Regions from separate parts of the Rattus norvegicus genome. Here region 1 is linked to region 2. Evidence: chromatin contacts called from public Hi-C data. All regions are on one chromosome and are shown on one strand. Each heading gives the region's core, a stretch centred on a gene start, on an enhancer-like site or on the middle of the called end of the contact. The rest is flanking DNA. Distances are from core to core; before and after follow the strand shown. Region 1 overlaps Kiaa1614 (KIAA1614 homolog). Region 2 has its middle 22 kb from the start of Ier5.

Region 1 (6,036 bases), core at 2,371-4,870, 98 kb after region 2:
CCAACACCACCTAGCCCAAGGTTCTTAGCTCTGTTCTCTCCGATCTCAGCCTTGCCAGGGCTCCTGTATGACTCAAGTTCTGCAGGGCCTTCTGCAACTACCCTGGCCGTGACCCTACCCTTGCAGGCCTCCTTGCATGTCCCCTCCAAATGTCCCCTGGCTATACCTGTACCCATCTGCGCCTGCCCTGCCCCAGACCTCTTAGGGCTGGTAGAGATGAAGTGGAAACAGAATCCAGCAACTCCAGTGGAAGCAGCTTTGGCTTTTTAATAATTTAAGACTGACACCTGTCCAGGCATCTAGAGTCCTGAACCCTTGAGCAGCGTCTGAGCTGAGCAGACTGCCCTATGCCTAGGTGGGATGGCCACCCCCCACCCCCCGCTCACAGCCTCCCTACCTGCTGCCCACCCACAGCTGCCACCAGGGAGGTCTGGATAGAAACCCTGCAGCTGGGGGACAGCCAGACACCAGCTGCAGCCCTGTCTCCAAGCTGGACAAGAGAACAAAGACCAAGGCCCGCCCAGGCCAGGCCACAACTAGGCAGGGGTGGAGGCAAAGAGTGGGCTGGGCTGACCCCCCACATCCTTCGTACCATGGCCATACTTGCTGCAAATGGCAATAGTTTCATTTTTCAACTTTGTGTTGGTCGTAAAAATTCCTAGTAATTCTTAATACTCTGGCTCCCAGATTCTTTCAGAAGTTCGCATACCCAGAAGGGGCACAGAGCTCCTGACAGGCCATACTTCACAGAACACACAGTTAGGAATGTGTGCTCCTGGCTGTCAGGCTGTGCCAAGACACTGAGCCCTTTCTGGATCAGAAGCAAAGTGTCATATGGGAACCAAGCAAGCTACGGCTGAAAGAGATGGGGCGCAAAGCCAATGTGGCCACGCTGTGTCTGGTGTGCTGGGGGCTGGGGAGCCTTTTCAGCGAGTGTGGCCAAAAGCTGAAGCTGGCTCTCAAGGGCCAGCTTTCAAGGGCCAACTCAAGGATTAGTCAGTTGCTGTCCTCTCTAGCTCCAACAAAGGAACATGGCAACTTCTGTGAAGGAAGAAACCAGTATTCCCTGTCCCCAGACCTGTATAAATTAGTATCCTGAATGGGCACAGGTACCTCTTCCTACAGGTGGCCCATCAGAACAGCTTCTGCCACACCCAGACAGAGGCTGATCTGTGAACTGCATTTTACATTCATGGTATCTCTGGGTGGCACGTTTCTAGCCCCTCCTACTGTGTGTGTGGGTCAGGGGTCCTGAAGGAGCATCAGCAAGAACAGCAGTACTTCTGGGTCACTGGGGGACAGGCCGTTGTCTCAAGACACGAATCGACAAGCTCTCCACACGCACCAGCAGCTCGTTGATGTGAGCCAAGCCCAGCCCAGCAACCTTGGCCCCGTTCATCTCCAGGATCTCATCCCCTACCCCAAGGAGCCCTGAGTACAGCTTGGCCGTATCCAGGTCAGCCATGTCCTGCACATACAGCCCTGTAAAGGAAAGGGAGGCGGGATGAGAAATCATGCAGAAAACAGTGACATGCCCCTTACAACTGATATCATGTGTCCCCTGTAATCCCCTACCCCACACTTAACCTCATTTCTCTGTGGCCTCTTTCAAAACAGCAAAACCCATGCAAATGATGCTTGAAGACGTTATCCATCTTCTGTTTAGTACGAAGGAACTAATCTTACCCTTTTCTGATAGCAGCTTTTCGGATAGCAGTGTGCACTGTGCTGCTCAAGTGACCCAGGCCCAAAGGCCAAGGCAGGGGACACGTCACTGGAGTATGAAGAGACCAAATCTGGTCCAGAGTCCCTGGCCTCAGGGTCACTCAGTTCCTCACTTGGGCTTTGGTGGCATGTGGCCAAAGTCCATGGAAAATAGATGCCCACATCTACAATGTACTTGCCTGTTTCTTGCACCCTTCGCTCTACCACTCCAAGAGGCTCACCCTGGCCAGCATGATCATTTCTTGGGTTGTAAAATGATCAAACCTGTCAGGGACTCGTGGCTGGCTCCCAAGAAAGCCGTGTTGTAGGAGAGGCCATGGGGGCTTGGGCTGACAAGGCAGGTCTCCAGCCACTGCTGCCACAGCAGTGTCCACCTGAGAGCTGGGCATCTCTGGGGTTCTCCGTCAGCTGCCCTGAGCTGACAGCATATATGGGAGGTTCCTCTGGGGAAAGCTGGAGCCCACTACCATTCTCTCTGTGCGAGCACAGCCAGCCGCTAAGGACAGAGGGGGACAGCCTTTGCGAGTGGCTCTCCAGCAGCTGACAACACAGTGGGGTCTGGGGACAGGTGAGCAGTCCTGACCCCTTCACATAGTGGCTGTCCACATGATACCTTCTCCCAGGCCTTTCCCTAGTCAGGTGCTTGGCACTGGCAGGATGTCTGTTCTGGTGCGTCCATCTCTGGCTTGCAGCATCGTGGACTGTGGGAGGTGGTACCTTGCCTTATGGACCCAGAGGCTCCCCCTTCATTGTAGCCCTGGGTCCCAGAGAAGCCAGCCTCTGAATATGGAGTCTACAAGTCCTTTACTAAAGGTCTGTGGCTATTTGACCCATTTGTCTGAAGTGTGGCTGTCCCTTTTGGAGCCTTTCCATTGAGGCCCCGTCTCCAAATAACCAAGTGCTTACAGTTCTTTGGCAGAAGGCTTTCCCAGTGAGATCCCACCCTGTCCTTGGTCTCCTTTCGTGCTGCTTGAACAGCTAACCTGCTGGGTCTACAGGCTGGTGGCAGGGAGAGCAGAGCCACCCCTACCTCCCATGGGAACCCACAGGAGTGTTTGGTATGCAGCAGGAGAGGCAGGTGGGGAGGAATGACAAAACCCAAAAGAGTGTAGCCACCCAGACCAGACACTGACGTCACTGCAGCCATTTTAGGGAGACCTGGGTAGGCTTCCCAGCTGAAATCGTGACTGGGAGGCAACTCTGGCACATGGTCTGCTGGAGACAGCCTTTGTTAAGGATGTTAGACGCCTATGTGGTAGCTGGTTAGAAGCAGAAGGCAGGGCCTGCTGTTTTCGTGGGTGTGGTGTCAGATGAGATACGTGCCACATTCCTGACTCAGCTTAGCAAGGGGCCAGGGCAGCCCCAGACCACGGCTCCTCTCCTCCGAGGCACAGGGAACTGGCCTAAGCAGGTAGAGGAAGGCCTGAGGTAGAGTGCCAGCAGCCACCACACTGCCTAGCGTGAGACCCCTGTGTGACATATGGTGGCCAAATACAGCAGCAAGAGCGGCGCACCACCTAGTCAGCCTGGATGGCACTCAGTCTGGCTTCCTAAATGTCAGTTCCCTGTTTGCACTGACATCTGACTCTCCCTAGGTCCAGACTGGGGAGGCCCACACCATTCCCAACCACACATGTTTCCTCCCTCCCTCCCTCCCTCCCTCCCTCCCTCCCTCCCTCCCCCCTCTTTCTGTCTCCCTCCCAACTCTCCCAGAAAGTTCAGGTCCCACTAACTGCAATGCAGTCAAATTATAGGCTCCCCCCCCCCACCATCTCCATGGCGACCCTCATGCCATCTGCCATTTGCTCTGTCTCCTGGACTCTAGACATCAGGTCAGTGCCCTTTCCTGTCCCGTTGTGTATTCTCAGCACAGCTAGCTAGCACCTGTCTGTTCTAAAATCTCTTCCAGTAGATGAAGGTGGATCCTCTCCCACTCGGTGAGAAAACTCCAGGTCTCTTAGGACAGGACAGCCTGCAGCCTGCAGCCTCTCTGAGCTCAGCTCCCAGCCAACCTGGTTTCCCTAATGGCAAGGACCATGGCCCTTTAGGACCTTCACACTTGGTTGCCCCTCTCCTCGACTCTCATCTCCTGACCCCACATAGCTCCCCCCTTCTTCTGTCCTGCCTCCACTCGAGTGTCATCTCAAGCCTGTCTACCCAGTTCCGGCCATGCCTGTTTTATTAATCTCTGCTTTTGGGTGCCTTTCACTATGCCGCGCCTGTGATAGAAAACATATGAAACAAACATGTAGTTCTGGCCTGGCACCCTTGCTGGAGTGCACACTTGTGAGGTCTGCTGCGCTGTGACCCCGGCATCCACGAGCCTTACAAGCAGGCACCTGGCACATTCACTGACAGAAGCTGAGTGGTGAACAACAGGGCAGGGGCTAGCACACACGCTGTGCTGCAGAAGCGGCAGCAGGAGGGCTTTCACAGTTAGACAGCCTTGGCCTAGGAGACAGTCGAGCAGGAAGGACTACCTCCCCTCGGCAGGGCACAGCAGCACAGGCTCCTGGGCTTCTCTTCTCAAGTCATCCCTCCCTCCTCTGCCCAGTCTCCCCGAAGCTAAGCCTACCCTGGGGATAGCTTTCAGGGGTTCTTGTACCCAAACACATTCAGGACCATGGGCTTAGCCTGGGCAGGTCAGGTTGCCATGAAGGATTCCTGGATGTAGAGGGGCCAAGAAGTAGTCAGAACTCACCAATATTGCTATTGAATTATCTTACAGTGGGCAACCGAGCCAGGCACCTGGAGCCACCGTCCATGTGAACAAAGCCTCCAGGAGCTGGGGAGGGAGGACTGTGGACAGGACTGCAGACAGGCAGGCCCACTCCACAAGCCCAGACACACCAGCTGGAGGACCGGACGGTTGGAATACATCAACCACATCAAAGCAAAAGCAGAGAACTGGCATGCACAGACAGTTTTCCTCTGCCCCTCTGGAACAGCCTTGAAGGCGCTGATCTCAAGATGTCACAGGGCGGCTGGGGGACATTGGAGTCAAATCTGCCAGCTCCACCCCCTCAGCAGGGGCGGCTCCTGGGACCTGGCACCCAGGAAGAACTTCTGGAAGGACAAGGGGAGCTTTTCCCCATTGCCTAGAAGGAACTTGACCACACCCCAGGTACTTTGCTGAGGATCCCCACAGCATACCTGAGTCTCGCCGGCCACTGCCATAGGCCACACAGAAACCAAAGGTGCCCTCTGGGGGTCGCTGCAGCTGCAGCTGGCTTGTGCCATCTGGGAACACCTCCACCACTCTGCCCACAGTACGAGCCAGGCTGGGGGCACCCACATCTTCTACACTGAGGGCACGACGGGGAAAGGCCTTGGCTGGCCTACAAGGAGACCAAAGACAGTCACGATGGGGTTAGGTAACAACAGTTTTTCTTGTCCCTAAGGTGACCCACATCTCTGATATAGGAGCCTGACACTAGAAGCTGGTTTCTCTGACCTCAGCCAGCAAAATGAGCTCCCTGGGATGGAGACAGGCAGTTCCCACACCTGCTGGTGGCTCCTCAGGCCAGAGAGACTTGAAGCAAGGACGGTGGTCTCTAACATCTTAGAAAGAGACCTCTGAGAACCTGAAGAAAGCTGTATTTTGATACAATGTTTTCAGGAGCCCTTCCCCCACAAAGTCCTTCCATGAAGCCCTGAGTAAAAGCAGATAGCCAAGAGGGCCTGATGTCAAATCTTTGGCTGTGTTTAAACTCTGAACACTGACTTCAGGATGTCATCGGACAAAGGAGAGAGGCTTCAAGGCTGCCAGCACCACCTTCCAGCAAACCTGTGCCTCTCGGTGCTCACCGCACATGGCAAGGGCACAGAGGTGTCATTCTGAGATGTCTGTGTCACTTTGTCTCTCCATATTAGAGATTTGTGGAGGGCAAGACTCAGCTACTCTGCTTCACTTCCTCTTAAAGAGACAAACGGGCTCAGGGCTATGGTACCACTCCAAGTTTATTCTTTGGGTCACTTGTGCCACGCTTACCTGCTGGGTGCACTGCTGTCCCCTGACCCTTCTACCAGGTAAAGGCTAGACCGGTCTCCCTTGCCACCTAGCAGAGAATGGAGGTTCTGGAAGGAAGTTGTTCTCCGATGCTGATGGGAGGGTGACACCTAGTGGGGAAGGCCCAATATTACAGGTGAGAAGAAAAGCCTGGGAAGGGGATTTGCTGGGAACCATAAACCCGAGGTCACTCTAAGAAAACACTGTTTGGTGCCAGCTTTGGTGAGCACACCCGGGTGCCTAGCAAGAGTCAGCAGGTCCTGCTCATGGAGATGGGACTGCACAGGCATCCAAAGCATTCA
Region 2 (6,548 bases), core at 1,249-3,748:
TCGTCACTGTTAGACTTACTAGCTTTCAAAACGCCTTTGGATTCTATTATCTATCATGAACCGAAGTACCTGGCCCCCACCAAAGGCACATCTATGTTAATGATTGTACAGGGCTGAATGACTGATTAGAAGCATGACCTTAGAGAGTTAAAATATTGCAGACCTAGAACCAAAATTATCCAGGGCTATCTTTAGTCTTTATATTTTTGTTGTTGTTGTTGTTTGTTTGTTTGTTTGTTTTTGTTACTGTGATGAAATACCATGACCAAAGACAACTTAAAGAAGAGTTTATTTAGGGGTTGGGGATTTAGCGCAGTGGTAGAGCGCTTGCCTAGGAAGTGCAAGGCCCTGGGTTCGGTCCCCAGCTCCGAAAAAAAGAACCAAAAAAAAAAAAAAAAGTTTATTTGGTCTATGATTCCATCAGGAGAAACCACAATGGCAGAGAAGACCCTGGTAGCAGAAGGCTAGAGCAGAAAGCTGGCTGATCACATTTAGGTCACACACAGAAAGCTGGCTGATCACATTTAGGTCACACACAGAAAGCTGGCTGATCACATTTAGGTCACACACAGGAAGCAGAGAGAGAACAGGAAATGGGCGAGGCTATACACCCTCAAAGACCACTCCCAATGACATACATCTAAAATGCTGCCCTTCCTGAAAGTTCCATACCTTCTCAGAGCGCCACCTACTGAGCGTACCCCTACTCGACCTATGTCTCCTGATACCCACCAGCCTGGGGACTATGCTCCAAGCACACAAGCCTTTGAGGGGACAAACAACATTCAAAACTATAGGAACATGTGACCTTGTCAAGGAACAGAACTTCAGCAAAATGGGACAATGGTTTCTGCTGACAAATGCAAGAGCCTCAGGGGTATATGTTCCGTTCAGGCATCCACAGTCCACTAAATTGCCTCCACCTGTATCTAATCTTAAGCCAAAAAAATTAAAAATAAAAATAGCAAACCCATCAGATACCCTTGGATTACATTCTTACAAAAAAGTTACATTTATTTATTTATTTATTTATTTATTTATTTATTTATTTATTTATTTATGTGTGTGTGTGTGTGTGTGTGTGTGTGTGTGTGACTTTCAGGAGTCAGTTTTTTTTGTTCCACTCCCAGTGGAAGACTTGGTGGGAAGTCTAGACACCCCACTGGGCCATCTTGCTGGCAATGGAATGTATTCTTAGCAGACCAATAGTTTCCACCAACCACAGACTATGGATGCCATCAGATAACAGAAACCCGCAGAGTTTTTGGCACTCTCCGATGTGTTTGACAAATGTCTTAATTCACGATGTTCTGTTGTATGACTATAAGAAATTCATACAGTCACCTCAAGAGTGGAACAGGTCCATCTGAATCCATGCTTCTGGGTCAAAGTCACTCATATTTGGCTTCAAATAAACTCTTTTCGTGTCTATTGAAGTGACAGCTGTGTTTTTGGTCCACACTGTGTTGTCTCACTCCCAGTAGACTTTATAGCACCACACTGTCAATATGCATGTGTACACAGTACCTTTCACATCCGGGATACTGGAACCTAGGCTTTGTGGAACCTACATTTTAAGAATGACTGAGAACTAATGAAGGCCAGTAGGACTTAATTTGAATATCGATGACTGTGGTCCATTAAGAAATTGGAGTCAACAAACTTTGTGGCTTTAATGAAAATATATTAGATGAACCAGCTTGTACCTGAAAGCCATCTTATAATAAAGACAAATTAGGCTCATCCCTGCTTATGAATAAATCTGTTTCTCAAGGATTGGGCTATGCCCCACCTGTAATCTGAACTACGGTGACTCTGTACTGCCTGTTCCAGGGACCTTGGCAACCATGTCTTTGGTTCGAAAAGCTGTAATAATCATCTTTCAACCTTACTTTATTTCAAAGGTTTTTATGACTACCTTGCTCTGACCGCCTTGCCATATTTGCTTCTGTAGCCCTGACTATTTTTCCCCATTTGGAAGCCCCTTACCCTTGAGCTACAAAATCCTTGTCTTCCTCATGTACCTGTCTTCCATGTCTTTTCAACCCTACTTTCAGGGAGAGACAGCCCAGGTACACGAATAAAACACTTGCTTTAATAAGTTGGCTGTGATAATTTGGGTCAGTGGTCTTTCTCCTCAAATCTTTGGAATTAACAGTATTATAGTTTGTACAGTGCCGGAGAGAAACTAATAATTCCTTGTGGTAGAAAACCATCTTCCAGGAATTCTCTATGTAGACCAAGCTGGCCTTAAATGAAAAGTTTCCATCATGTGTAGCTAAATGGCTAGTTTACAAATTTTCAATATTTGATTTCAGTTTCACTTGGAAAAGCCAAAATTGGATTAAGGCAGCTTGAGCTTCCTCTTTGGGGAATCCAGAAGGATCAATGACTAACTCCATTTGTTTTTGTTTTGAGTAGGGTGATACGCAACCCAACCACTCAGCCTCTGGGGCTGGCTCTGCTATGACAACTTCCTGTTGTGGATAATACACAGATTATGTATCCATAGCTGTCTGGTGACTAATGGGCAGAACGTGTGCGTAGGTATTTTAAAGCACAGGGGAGGGCTGTGTTTCAGCAGCGGATGCGACTTCAAACGATTGTGTTTTTATTATTACAACCCCTTAAAATTCCCCAGAATCGTCACTTCTTAGAGAATGTTTCTTCTCAATATTCCTGGAATCCTCTATTTATGCTACTGTCGTGTTGCGCAAGGGAAAAGGAGAGAAACAAGAAACAACCATGAGCTTTCACTCAGTTCTGGTAACCCTAGCTTTCGACGTAATACTCAAGAAGGAAACGGGACAGAGACTACTGCTTCAACTTGACTTAATAAAGCATGCCTTATTTCCCTTGGGTTACACTTCCTTTCCCATTTTGGTGGCTTCTGGTCTCATCCGTAGGCCCCGCTGTATTTTCTGTGGGCGAGCTTGGTCTCAGAAACTGTGTTTCTCCTCCCTTGCGCCCTCCGTCACCTCTCCGAGGTCTGGCTGCTGCTACCACACTTGCCTCACACCCAGGCTGGCATTGCCAAGGGCTCCAGGCCAACGCAGCCTTCCAGCTGCCACTCTGTCCCTCAGTGCCAAGACACAGAACCTTCTGGCCCCAAACATTCTCTCACACCCAGCCCCCACAAGGGACAACTGCAGAGGCCCGTGCTGGGTTCAGTTAACTCTGAGTGGGAGGAAGAAGAGAAGAAAGCAGGAAGGAACAAGTCCCCTTACAGGACCTTTCTCCCTACTCCCTCCCAGACAGGCACTGAGAGAAATCAAATATTCTGCTTGGGCATATATAGCTCATATACCTTGCCCAGCATGCTTGAGATTGTAACTCTAATCCCCAGTAACACATGGGGAGGTGGGGTAGAGTATTGACAATGAAATATTCTGCCTGGGCATATAGCTCAATGTTAGAGCCCTTGCTCAACATATCTGAGGCTCTAAGTTCCATCTCAAGAAACATGCACAGCCACACCTGCTCCCTCCCCCACAAATGCACAAATCTAGATTGTTCCTATAAGAGAAGCAGTCAGCCATTTTCATCCTCTATATTCTCCCCTCTCGTTGCCACTCTTCTCCCCTCCCTTAGATTTCTTCCTCTTCCACACAGTCTGCCTTCTCCTTCTATGCCCGTTCTATTTGTTTATATCTAGATTTTTGCAAATGAAAGAAAATATGGAATATTTGTCCTTCTGAGTCTGGTCAAGCACCCCTTATAGCTCTCAAGAAAAACAGTGTCTCAGGAAGACAAGGTATTCAGCTCTGCTATGTATTGAGTTTGAGGCTAGCCTGGGCTACATGAGACCCTGTGTCAGAGAAGAGTGGGAATCTTATTCCTTATTGGACATGGTAATACCTGAGGCATTGTAAGTTCGAGGCAGCCTAAACTAAACCTTGTCTAAAGAAAAGAGAGAGAGAGAATGAGAGAGAGAGAGAGAGAGAGAGAGAGAGAGAGAGAGAGAGAGAGAGGAAACCTCACATAAAAAGCACCGAATTCTGTCCTTTACTGTGTTTACAGGGGAAGAAGGTGGAAGTTGGTAGAATTTGGGATCTAATCACACAAACAGGGCAGAAGCTCAATAAGATCCTAGCTGTAGTAGTACCACCTACCAGCTCAGCCCAGCCCAGACACGGAGACAAGAAGAGCAAGTCTAAGATACATCTTAAAACTGGGGGTAGTGATCTTCAAGTTTATTAAGCTAAGAGTCTTCAGCTGGCAAGACAATCAGCAGGTAGAGGCACTGGCCACCAAGCCTAACCATCCGAGTTTGATCTAGATGGTAGAAATAGCAAACCTATTTCTGTAAGTCGACTTTAGCCCTCCACACGCGCACCTTGGCATACACCACGGTGTGCACGTGCCCCACCCCCACCCCCACACAGTTAAACGTTAATGCTGCTGAAACCCACTGAGAATTCAGACAAAGCTCCGGACTGTTTGCTCCGGGCACCTAGGGTAGCACAGGCTATTTCTCCTCTATGACTTCAGCTGTAAGGTGACACTGTCCTTTCGCGGCAGGACACGTAGACTCACTCATTAAAATACTGTACTGACTCATTCAGGATGTATGTACTGAGTCTCTACTACATACAAGGCATCATGGAAGCTGACCGTGGGATGTTATATAAAGATTTCTAAAATAGACTGTTAACAAATAAACACTGATTATGTAAAATGATTGGGGTAATTTTAACTGGGTGACCTAAGCAGGCCATCTACGTCTCTCCTGTTGGATAGGCGGGCCTTCTTGCTCCACCCTTCCAGATCAATCCAATTACTTCCCCGTGGAGTCCCTTTGTTTTCTAAGGCTAGGGTGAGTTGCTGTGTACAGTGCGGCCTGCGCAAGTGCACAAGGATCCCTTACCAAAAGAGCAAATGGGGTCAAAGCCCACGCTACAGGCCAAGCCATGTGACCTGCCCTGGTTAGTTTTATGTCAACTAAACACAGGCTAGAATCATCTAACGGGAGGGAACCTCAAGTCAGGAACTGCCTCCATGAGATCCCGTTGTAGGGCATTTTCTTAATTTGTGATAGACGTGGGAAGGCTTAGCCTATTGTGGGTGGGTCCTGGAGGTCTGTAAGAAAGCAGGCTGAGCAAGCCAGGAGGAGCGAGGGGGAGCAGCATCCCTCCTCGGCCTCTGCATCAGGTCTGCCTCCAGGGTCCTGCCCTGTGTGAGTTCCTCCCTGACTGCCTTTGATGATGGACCGTGGTGTGAAAGTGTGAACCACACGAACCCTTCCCTTCCTAACTTGTTTTCAGTCTGGTGTTTCATCACAGCAATAGAAACCCTAAGACACTGGACAGTGTCTCGGCCACATCTGTCCTTCATAGGTTAGCTGTGGCTCTGCGGGTTCGCAGGACAAAAATTGAAAAGACAAGGCAAAGTTGCGTGTTCTCTCAGCTGTGCCAGTTGTGGGAAGAAGAGGACAAGGAAGGCCACAGTGGAAGCCTCAAGATGTTTCCTTGGTACCGGATACCTACATTCTTTCCATTAACCTTAGATCTAGGATAGCTAAGAACTCACTCATTTAACTCGATGAAAGGCATCACTGTCCCCCCTCCATTAGAACTTGTCTCCATGCTGAAAGGCCTCACCATCTCCCCTCCAGAAGCCCCAGGTTTTCTACAGTGAAGTTCCTTAGGCTCTTCAGGACCTCACTGTGACAGCCTTCCTACTTAGTGTCTGTGTTGCTTCTCCTTGAAGCTGATCAGACTTTAGTGAAGACCTTCTTGGCCAACTAAGGGTACGCAAAAGGTGAGGGGACTTGGGCCACCACCTACAGAATCTGATTGCTCCAAAGCTACCATATTGTGAGGAAGCCCAAAGTACCCCACATAGAGAGCCAGCCTAGAGTCCCCATTCCACACTTGGGTGTGGGGACCCGGTTTGGTTTGGAGACACCGTACCTACACTGTACCCACAGTTTCTCTAGACCTTCACTCTTTACTTCCAGCCATTGTTTGCAGATCCATGAAAGACTGCAAGCCAACGTTGCCTACTCGGTTTCCACCCAAATTCCTGACCCGTAGGAGCTATGAAAGATACTGACTGAAATGATTGTTGTTTTTAAGCAGCTGGGTTTGGGGATTTGTTTCATAACCTGTGGGTTTGGGGATAATTACAAGCTAAAAGGACAGCAAAGAAAGAGAGTCCAAAGTGAAAGGGAGATGCAGATATTTTACAGAGAGATAGAGGTTAGATGAGGGCAAGCATCTGAGGGGAGGCTCTTTGAAGTCAGTGGAGGCCATCGTCTAAGGATGACGGCAATGTTGTCAATCAAGCGAGTGGGAAAGACCCAGGTTGGAGAGACACCCGAATTCTTTTCTAACTTTGCTGTCCACTGTTTGTGGCTCGAGACAAACCCCTTCTCCCAAGGGAACATTCTGTGAGCTAACTGTTATGTGAATATATTGTTACAAAAAGGTAGGAGGTAAGACAATAGGTCCCTGCGCCCCCAAGTCTTGTGTTGGCAAACCCTTTCCTATAATTTGCTTGCTCTCATGTGAACCCTAGTACCAGAAGATGTGCAGTCCAGCTGAAAC

What was found. A called contact is a pair of places that touch in the nucleus more often than the background predicts.
Region 1: a Hi-C map of psoas muscle shows a contact between it and region 2, with 1.8 times the contacts expected there. The contact joins two enhancer-like sites. A contact is called at or near these places in 2 of 12 Hi-C or Micro-C datasets (hepatocytes and psoas muscle).

Annotation. Positions count from the first base shown.
Region 1 is chr13:69,938,986-69,945,021 of GRCr8, forward strand. Kiaa1614 (KIAA1614 homolog) reads right to left here. Exons shown (of 10, transcript NM_001427644.1): 8 at 5,717-5,844; 9 at 4,879-5,063; 10 at 243-1,482. The coding sequence ends at 1,289. Among named protein-coding and RNA genes, the nearest start is that of Kiaa1614, 30 kb to the right of the region's middle. Within about 2 kb of position 3,621, at least 11 of the 93 cell types and tissues checked have an H3K27ac peak or open chromatin away from gene starts, as enhancers often do.
Region 2 is chr13:69,841,678-69,848,225 of GRCr8, forward strand. No RefSeq gene overlaps it. Among named protein-coding and RNA genes, the nearest start is that of Ier5, 22 kb to the left of the region's middle. Within about 2 kb of position 2,499, at least 36 of the 93 cell types and tissues checked have an H3K27ac peak or open chromatin away from gene starts, as enhancers often do.